2 separate regions of the Bombyx mori genome follow, and region 1 is linked to region 2. The links are chromatin contacts, called in public Hi-C maps. All regions are on one chromosome and are shown on one strand. The core of a region is the stretch at or near the end of the contact, and the rest is flanking DNA. Distances in the headings are between cores, read along the strand shown. Region 1 overlaps LOC101745857 (CCR4-NOT transcription complex subunit 6). Region 2 overlaps LOC101745857 (CCR4-NOT transcription complex subunit 6).

What was found. Hi-C and Micro-C count contacts between places; a contact is called where the count stands out from the background.
Region 1: a contact with region 2 is called in a Hi-C map of whole pupa, with 6 times the contacts expected there. The contact joins two enhancer-like sites. A contact is called at or near these places in 2 of 7 Hi-C or Micro-C datasets (both in whole pupa).

What each region holds. Positions count from the first base shown.
Region 1 is chr6:13,196,332-13,201,691 of ASM3026992v2, reverse strand. The region is part of intron 4 of LOC101745857 (CCR4-NOT transcription complex subunit 6); the gene reads right to left. Among protein-coding and RNA genes, the nearest start is that of LOC105843009, 6.7 kb to the left of the region's middle. Within about 2 kb of position 2,776, at least 8 of the 8 cell types and tissues checked have open chromatin away from gene starts, as enhancers often do.
Region 2 is chr6:13,100,301-13,105,526 of ASM3026992v2, reverse strand. The region is part of intron 4 of LOC101745857 (CCR4-NOT transcription complex subunit 6); the gene reads right to left. Among protein-coding and RNA genes, the nearest start is that of LOC101740768, 15 kb to the left of the region's middle. Within about 2 kb of position 3,501, at least 5 of the 8 cell types and tissues checked have open chromatin away from gene starts, as enhancers often do.

The sequences.
Region 1 (5,360 bases), core at 1,527-4,026, 97 kb before region 2:
ACGTAATTGAAGATGTAACCCCAGATCGGCATGTTAATCGACAACAATAGGCATACAATTAGAATAATGAACTCCAAATGCTTGAAAAGAAACTACGAGAACGGAGAATGAAGCCTTTTAAAAGCTGCGAGATGTTTCATGTGATTTATAAGCGTGACAAACGAACTGACAATGCAACAACAACCTGTTCGGTTATATTTGTGGCCGTTATTGAAGCGAGTTTTATGAACTTTCAACGTTTTTAATGAAGTTTTTGTACGATTTTTCTGGACACGGGTCACATGGGCTTGGATCGGAAAACTTTACCGTTCGTTTCAAATGTAACCAACCACCATGTCATACCAGCTTCTTCCATTTGATTGCATAAGAAGAGGGCCGTTCGGATTGTCGATAATCCCATTCTCACGGATCGTTTGGAACCTCTGGGTCTGCGGAGGGATTTCGGTTCCCTCTGTATTTTGTACCGTATGTTCCATGGGAAGTGCTCTGAGAAATAATTCGAGGTGATACCATCATCTCGTTTTTGCCATCGCACCGCTCGCCACCGGAGTAGAATTCATCCGTACTATCTGAAGCCACTGCGGTCATCCACGGTCTTTTTTGCCGCGTACCATCCGGCTATGGAATGAGCTCCCCTCCATGGTGTTTCCCGAGCGCTATGACATGTCCTTCTTCAAACGAGGCTTGTGGAGAGTATTAAGCGGTAGGCAGCGGCTTCGCTCTGCCCCTGGCATTGCTGAAGTCCATGGGCGACGGTAATGCCGTATGCTCGTCTGCCTACAAGAGCAATAAAAAAAAATAAAAATAAAAAATAACTCTTGTGGTCAAAGCAGGCGGTGGCAATTTAAATCTCTACACAAAATCTTACTTATTTAAATCATGACAATGCAAAATTTACATTTAACTTGCACCTATTCAGAAAGCGTGTAAAAGAGTAGCGTGTTTATAAAAACCTTGACCCGATAGGGAAGCGACCGAGAAACCTCGCAGTAATTTCTAAGTAACTATTTGGATAGTGTTTCACAAGATACCTACCTGTCGACATTGTTGCATTCGCTACAACTGTGACGATTATCAAGTATGTGTAGGTACTCGTGCCGATGTATTTTCGGTAGTATTCGTGATATATTGCGGTAATTTGTTAGAGTTGATTTATTTAACGCGTAGCAGAAAACGTTCTCATAAATTATGTAAATATGTTTGCTTTTTGTCGTTCGTTGTCGCTTTCTACAACTTTTTATTAAACTTCGAATTACGAATATATTGCAAACGTAAATTATTACTGACATTAAAGCAGTTGCCATTACCAATTATTCGTAAAGATATAAAAGTTTTAGTCGAATGAATGCGAGTCGCCGAGTTTACCCCACTATAAGGGGCCCCGTTCGGATCTCAAGAATTTCCAGTCCCTTAATTACTTACCAGTCCCACATTTAACTTATTCGGGTCATTAAACAATTTGAACGGGACCGGGAGCATCGTTCTGTGAGTGGCTCTAGGTATGCGTTGCGTACCCACCCTGAAGCAGTCAGTCATACGGATAACTCATTCAAATTGGACGGGATTCATGTTGAAAGCGTTCTCTCTCTCTCTTTCTCTCTTTAAGAAATACGTTTAACAAGAATTTCGGCAGATTTGAATAACTGAGTTACTGATACTAAAGTTATTTTAGGTTCCTTTCCAATTTACACTAGCGACCTATTTATTCAGAAACTATTTACATAGGATATATGTATATATATTTTTTTGTGAATAATATATCGATACGAGCAGAGATCGGCCTTGATTTGTGGCGTAATAATATGTGGTCGGTAGTCGAGTTCGAATAAAGAAACGAGGTTACTTGGCTATTCACGTGTATCTTCTTCAAAAAATCCGTTGATCCAACGACATTGTAATTTTACGATTTCTGGTTTGTATAATTTTATTTGTACCCATTAAATTAGTTGATTTTTTTTTATTGCCTAGATATGTGGACGAGCTCACAGCCCACCTGGTGTTAAGTGGTTACTGGAACCCATAGACATCTACAACGCAAATGCGCCACACACCCTGAGACATAAGTTCTAAGGTCTCAGTATAGTTACAACGGCTGCCGCACCCTTCAAACCGAAACGCATTACCTACTGATTCACGGCAGAAATAGGCGGGGTGGTGTGGTACCTACCCGTGCGGACTCACAAGAGGTCCTAACACCAGTAATTGAACGATTGTCAAGTACGTATTTCATTAGAAAAATTGGTACCCGCCTGCGGGATTCGAACACCGTTGCATCGCTCAACACGAATGCACCGGACGTCTTATCCTTTAAGCCACTACGACTTCGACATAAACCAGTATCATAAAAGCTTGTTCTAAGCAATTATGAAAGTCAAACATTAGGTCAACAATTTTCATTACTAATTACTTCATAAAAAAAAACAAAAAAAGAAAAAAACGTGTAATTGACCGACTATTTAATTTACGAAACCAGAGCAATTACGTGCTAATAAAGAGAATTGCTCGTTGCGCATAAATACCACTTTAAATGTCGCTGTAATAGACAAGAGGTACCGAGTAGTAATATTTCCGTTGGGGGTCATATCTCGACGAAATCTACAACAATCCGGTCGGCGGCAGCAGCGGGACACACCCAGTCTCCGGGGTACGAACGAACCGTCAACGCGCACGATATTCATTAAACTCACAAACAACCATTACTCGTAAATGTCACGACGTATACGAGAAGAGTATGCGACGTAATGAAAAAAAAAAAAAAAAACGAGGCTTAACATCCGAGTAATGTTGTTTATCGTGAAGTCGCCCACGCACGATACCATCGCGCGACCGTTCTCACAATGGGCTCAGAAATTGGGCCTTTACAACCACGTATTTTACATTGAAGCAATTTGTTTTAGGTTCTTAATCTTAAAGAGCGATGTAATCGCGAAAAAGAACTGTTTATATAACGAATCGTCGGGACTAAATTAGACTCTCAGACTTTTGAGCTCCTCTATAATAGGTTCAATAGTTCATTTGCTTTAAGATTAAAAGCGGCTCAGTGAATACAAAATGCGTAACTATAATTAATGAAATGCCATATAGGATAATACCGCACTTTGCAAGACTCCCCCGAATGCTTAATTGTCCTCATTCTATCATCGTGTCACGCTTTAGTATCTCTCATCATTATAACTAAAACGTCAGGTCTTAATAGGATAATTTGTCGTTATTATTTTTATGACGACGTACGATAGGCGGAGCGGAGTCGTCTATCATAATTTATGAGTCAGCACTATGTGTTGTTTGTACAATGTCGGACAATAGTCATTTAGCTCACGGACCATAAACCTTTAGCGCGAGACGTTCCGTTGACGAATGGAATGAATTTGAATAGCGCTTCGGTCGGGTGATGTGACAATTTCATTGCACTTTAGTCGTCACTCGAGCCAGACCGGGCTATTCAATCTAACATGGAGCGATTAACGCGGCAGAGATTCACGCGGCCGGTATTAAGGCCAAAAGGGATTACGTTAACGAGCTCATAATAGGATTACGTTCAGTACGTGGCCCAGTTTAGACGGCGCACCGTTATACTAAACCCACGCCAGCGCACTATGACAGTATAATGATTGTGTGTTCGATATTCTACCTGCATATTGGCACACGTTACTAGTTGTCCGGATACCTATCACTCTCGTTATAATTAGAATTGTCCGAGTCGTGACTTACTAGCTAGACAGTACAGCAGGCGTTTATCAATATCGGTGTAACATCACAAGGCGATAGCTTCGAACAATTGTTATGACAAATTGTGAATTACAACAATTAACGATGCACATCACGCTGTGTGTCTGAATGTACCGAATCATGGTGCGCATACCGTTTCACTATGGGCCGTGACTCACGAATAAGAGCTCCGTCGAGATCGTAATTAACGTTGGAACTATATCGTGTACACCCACACATCCCTAACCGTTGCTAGGATAGAACAACAAAAGCATCGCGAGACCCGTTAATTTAATCACAACGATTAATCGAGGTCAATCATCAACTATGACCTGAAGTAGTCCAGTGCAAAGTCTAAGAACACAATAATAGTGCTGCGTAAGTGATCTGACGCAGCGTATGCTCACACTGCGGTACGGATTCGTATGCACAAATGCATACATCGCAAAAATGCTTCGTATGTAAGCTCGTAAATAATGAAGATACCATCGGAGTTGTCATGTTCAGCTTTACTTTTATTAAGTTATACGTCACTTTAAGATGCAGCAGTCATTCAAGATTAAGTGATCAAGATGACAGTATAACATTCCTTCTACATTGTGACGGTCGGCGTAAAAAACTCTCAACGAACTTATAAATTCAATTAAACTTTTTTTTTGGTTAGATGGGCGGACGAGCTCACAGCCCACCTGGTGATAAGTGGTTACTGGAGCCCATAGACATCTACAACGTAAATGCGCAACCCACCTTGAGATATAAGTATAGTCACAACGGCTGCCCCACCCTTCAAACCGAAACGTATTACTGCTTCACGACAGAAATAGGCGGGGTGGTGGTACCTACCCGCGCGGACTGTCAAGAGGTCCTACCACCAGTAATTACGCAAATTATTTTAACACAATGAATCTAGAAGTGAAACTTAGTAAGTTACCGACGAAGGTAGCGACTTCGTAAGTTCACTCACCAGAAAGTTGCCCGTTTGCTCGTCAGACCCGAAATACCAAGATTAAAATTCAAAGAAAATAATAAAACGAACATGTTTTTAATACGCTTTTATTAGCTTCAGACGTATGTATGTTTGTAACGGAATCTTTGAACATGGATTTTGACCCCCTTCAAAATGTAGGATTAACTCGAAATTTGGTATACGTATTAAGAACCGATGACAACTCAGTATTAAAAAAAAAAATTGAAAATAAAACCTGAACTAATTGAAATTTAACTAAAAAATGAAAAATAAATAATAGTTTAAAAAAAACTAACAAAATCCAACTAAAAAATAAATATTTTATGAACAGATATGAGTAGAAGGGTTATTTTGATAATATCCTGAAAAGCACCCCACACTTTTTTTACAATAAAATCATTTTTTCTTACACTATTTTTAATTCTAATTTATTTTCAATTTTTTTGTTGGATTTTCTATAAAAGCGTATTCTGTTAGTTTTTTAAACTATTATTTATTATTGACAGAAATCATTTCGTGCTACAACCGAGCGTGTGCCATAACATAACGGTTATACGAGGATCTGCTGAACTGACAAGATGAAATCACCGACGTCTGGAGGTTTTACGGTATGTTTTAGGGCATGTTTTGTGGAGAGTATTAAGCGGTAGGCAGCGGCTTGGCTCTGCCCTTGGCATTGCTAACG
Region 2 (5,226 bases), core at 2,252-4,751:
TTGATACGCTCCGATAACGGAACGAATTTTGTAGGTGCGGACCGTTACTTGCGGGATGTAGTAAATTTCTTGAACAATAACCAGGTGGATATTGAAACGGCCCTCTCTCGTCGCGGTATTCGGTGGACCTTCAGTCCTCCAGGATGCCCCCACTGGGGTGGAATTTTCGAGGCAGTAGTAAAATCGGCTAAGACTCACTTGATGCGCGTGATAGGGCAAACCTCGCTCACCTTTGAGGAGTTAACTACGGTATTTTGTAAAATTGAAGCGGTACTTAATTCGCGGCCGTTGTGCCCGCTCAGTTCAGACCCGAATGACTTGGAGTCGTTAACTCCAGGCCATTTCTTGATAGGACAGCCACTCAATGCGTTGCCGGAGTATCCCCTCTCGGATATCAAGCCTGGACGGTTGAGGCGATACCAGATGTTGCAGCAGATGTCCCAAGATTTTTGGAAACGTTGGTCCCTTGAGTATTTACATCTGCTCCAGCAGCGCTTTAAGTGGACGGATAGAACCAGTCCCCCTCACGTCGGTGACCTTGTGTTGGTTAAGGATGCTAACCTGCCGCCACTGCGTTGGCGTAGGGGGCGCATTGTTAATCTGTTTCCCGGTAAGGATGGGACCCCACGGTCTGCAGAGGTTCTGGTCGGGGACTCGGTTCTCAAACGAGCGGTCACAACGTTGTCCCGGCTGCCAGTTGATTAGGGACAGGTAGGGGACCTGTCCGGGCGGGTGACTGTTCGAAACCAATCCGTTAGTTTTTGAATTCTTACCACGGCAACACGGGTCGCGATTTGACGGTGCCGTCGCGACTTGACATCTGTCACTTTGTCTTGCTTCTCGAACGGGACGGTACCTGTATATTGACGGTCTACGCTAAAGTTGTGTATCATCGCTAATCCTTATCCATTCCTGCCCCATACCCTTCTCCCTAAGTGATACGGCGTGAGAAGACGAAGGCATCGGTTCCGGTGAGTGATTGCATGATATTTTGTTAAAATAGTACATACGGCGCCGCGAATCGCGGCACATGTTCGACGCGCACCTCGTGCTGGTTTCCGTAGCCCTAGGCTGCCACGAGGTCGCTGGGTTCGAATCGAACAATAATATTGTACAAACTTACAATTCCAATTAATTATAGTCAAATTTCGACTACTGCGGGACCTCTAGTATATATATAATACAAAACTTTCGAAAACATTTTTTTATACGATAGCGATAAAAGCCTGCACGCAAATCACGACGCTCGATTCATACAGAACGCGCCGCGCTATATCGTCTTTTCGCATTAAAAGTGTAGGTACAACTTCCAAAAATATTCGAAATTGAGTTAATATGAGAAATCATTTGGTATCACCAGTATTTTTCTCATAAATACTGTCAAAAGAGCGTAGTTTAGTTTTGCGCGGCGACTGAATCAAGAAATTCCGTAACGAAAATAACCTGACACCCCCACTACGCCTACTATGTAGCTCGCGTTCAACACATTCACACGTTGCGCTGGTGTAGTGTTTGTGAATGAGCGCGCGGCGTCACGTCGCAGTGCATGAGCATCATGAAAAGTCTGCCCATCTCTCTCTCACGCGGTCTAGCTTATGAGTGTGAGGGGGACAGTTAATGCTAACAGCTTTTGTTAATGTTTATAAATATAGCGTGGTCTTATTTTTATTATTGTTTTAATATTAAATTATTATTGTCTAATTGTAATTGCATAAGTTGATAAAAAATGCTTTACAATAGCTTTACCGCGGCAGTCTCCGAGTGCCACACGTCTTTTTTTTTAGTTTACCTATGTTTTGACTACTATATATTAACAAAATTAATACATAATTTTATCTTACTTTAAAAGACAGATAATGTAACTGGTAAAAACTGAAAAATATATATGTTGCAAAGATGATTAATATTAAAAATATCACATGTTAAACCACTTAAAACACTCTCGTGTAAAATTTGTAAGTTTTTTGATTATACAGTTTTAATGCTAGAATAGGCTATAGGCTCGTAACTATACTTGAGGATTTAGAACTGATATCTCAAGATGGGTGGCGCATTTACGTCGTAGATGTCTATGGACTCCAGTAACCACTTAACACCAGGTGGGCTGTGAGCTCGTCCACCCATCTAAGCAATAAAAAAGAAAGAAAAAAAAAATGGCTGTGGATTACGAAGGTAACGCGATTTCTGAGACGGAGAAAGCGCAACGCTGATTCGTTGACCCGTCATCGGTCGCGTGTTTAGACAGAATCAATTCCGACATCCACTCTCACTCTCGTACAGCATGCGTTAACGGCTGCTATATAATATCGCGTGTTATAGCCGCTGTTGCGTACAACTTATCGCGCCGAAGGGAAAGTCAATCGAACCGCGAACTGGACCGCGATTAGGATGTGCGCGTCGCAATGTTATGTCATTTTAATGATTTCGAAACTACATAATCGTATTCTCAATTCGAAAATATCATACTTTTTTTTTCCTACCTATGCTGATAGCCTTAAGAGGCTATTTCAGCTTCACCCTAACATGTGTAGGTGAGCTCACGGGGCTCAAACCGCAGTGTTGCTAGCACTGACCCTAGCAAGAGCAGTGCTTCGCAGAATCTACCATCGGATCGGAAACGCGAACCACTGAGAAGATCCGGCGAGAAACTCAGTGGGCATTTTTGTTTTGTTATTATTAGAACATGGAATACTAGTTTCAGTTGCTTGACAGTAATATCGAACGATTGGACACGCACATAATCGAACGACAACCCGTGTTTCTGGTATAAAAATCTGTGAATGAGTAAATATGCTTTCGATCGTAAATTCTCAATTTATTTCTAACTTTATAATAACAAAAGATTATTTTTTATCTAGAAGGGTCGACAAGCTCAGGGCACACTTTGAGCGAAGCGGTCACCGGAGCCCATAAGCATCAACAACGTAAATGCTGGCGGTCTCCCCCACATCGAGACATGAGTTTTAAGTTTTATTGAGTCCCCAATAGCTCTACTAGGAGGTGTTTGAATATTATCCATTCTTTCTGGGACACCCTGTATAAATGATGTAAGCAACAATATAATATTGTAAAATGTGTTTTATATACATATAGCATTATTTACATATAAATCAATTTAATAGTAAGGAACAAATTAAAATATCAGCTCATTAATCCAACACAACACAATACACAAACTGGGCTAGTTAAGAATATACTAAAGAAAAGTGTAAATAGTATGTTAAGATCTCTGAGTAAGTATAGCAAGAACAGAATTGCTTTAAAAGAATTCAGATCCACAATAGGTTCTAAATTAAAAGAGTTCGCACGCCAAGCTCCACCAATAAAACCGTATTATGGAAACGAACAGACATCAACAAAAGCATCTATTAATAAAAGATAACACAATAACGTCGATAGGTTTAGTGAACTCTTTGTTTCTCGTTATTTGAATTCACAAGACTCGTGCGTTCGATGTTTTCATTTGAATGAAACAATGTATTAGGTGTGTGTGATAACTTAAAACACGAGCCGGACGTCTGATCGGTCCGTACTTACTGGTTACATTAGAGCTGATTGTAGCTATGAATTCGTATACTGAATACAAATTTACAATAAAATTATTAAGCATCGTTGCTGTGCTTATAAATTTATATTTAAAGACAGCGTGTATGTGCGCGTGCGTCTGTGGTTATGTCTGCACTCTTGACTCGTCTGAAAGTCTACTGGTCGTAGCACGCATAGTAATTCCGGGTAGGGTAGAATCATCTTTCTGTCTATTTCTATTATGCATTTCAATACGAAAGGACAAATGTATTACAAAAAAAAAATTGACACTTGAATCTCACGTCTCAAGGCGTGTGGTGACATGCATGTGAATTCTGTAATTTCAGTAACCACTTAACAAAAGGCGCGTAGTGAGCTCGTTTACCCACATATTATGTATGTAGTAAAAATAAAAATAAAAGCTGACGTTCGACAGAAGCAACTATATATACCATACTATCAAAGACGACTACCGATTTACCTATTGACGTTAGTGGAGACGTTAGTACAAGTTAGTCGGGACCTTATCATAGGCTAAATTATGCCGTTTGTTAACAATGTAGGTAGGTATACCGACGAAAGGAAAGATCTTCCACCGAACGGGTGATATTGCTCGGTAGACAGACGCGATGGTCCAGATGTTGTAGTTCGGAACTTATCTAGAAAATGTAGTAAGCGAGATTCAGGTATTTGTCAAATATCTTGTGCTGTACGGATGGATGGCTACCGCCCCAGCATCGCAAAACTGGTTGATGTATATTCATAGTTGCCTACTGAATACTGTTAATAATTCACATGAAGCTTGCTGTTTGCTTGGGCATATTCCACAAAATGATTCATTTCAATCTAACCACTTTATTGATCTAGTGGTTCTTGGTTATGACCAATGTACCCACACCTGGTTCGGTTTCGATTTCCTGTTAGTCTCTCTCACTCTCTTCCCAGCCATTTATTCCACACGGTGGTGGGGTTAGCTTTCTACTCCTTCACTTCACTCTGTCTTCGACATCCTCGTCAGCAGCATTGTATTTCCTTTTGTCCTTCAGCACTACATCTTTCCACCTTGTCTTGGGTCTACTTCTAGGTTTCCTCCGATTTCGATTTCCTGTTAGTATATCTAAATATCTTTAGGATTCAGAGTCTGTTTGTAGTTGCTGTATCTCCTGTGTGTGTTTTCGGCACCCATTATTAGTTATAAATCTCTGAGTAAACCTATCAATTTCGGAGCCAGCCATTTATTCTAATACAAAATATTTACCTCGTACTTAATTTCCAATTATCCAATTATATATTATCCAATTATCTTTTTCGTAATATTTGACATTCCAAGGCAATCAAATTATAATTCTATTAGGGGAAAACGTGTAACCGAATTTGTGTCTGTTGCATAATGAATCAAGTCAATATTTTAATACAACTACAAGGCAATTAATTGCATTTGTTGACATAATAAAGAGAAAACATTTATAACGTTGGAAACGAGATACGAAACACCCCTTAACCCCCTCCATTACATTCGAAAGTCACCAAACGTTTTCAAGATTGCGATTTAATTGTCAACACTGGTCGATTCAAACTTTCCTTTCTGCTTCTCAATTTAATCGTTGAGAAATTATATTTCAAACGTTTTTTGTACAATCACTTGTTTTAATATGCCTGTCGACGAGAATAAAATACGCCTCGTAAACGATATTCAGATCC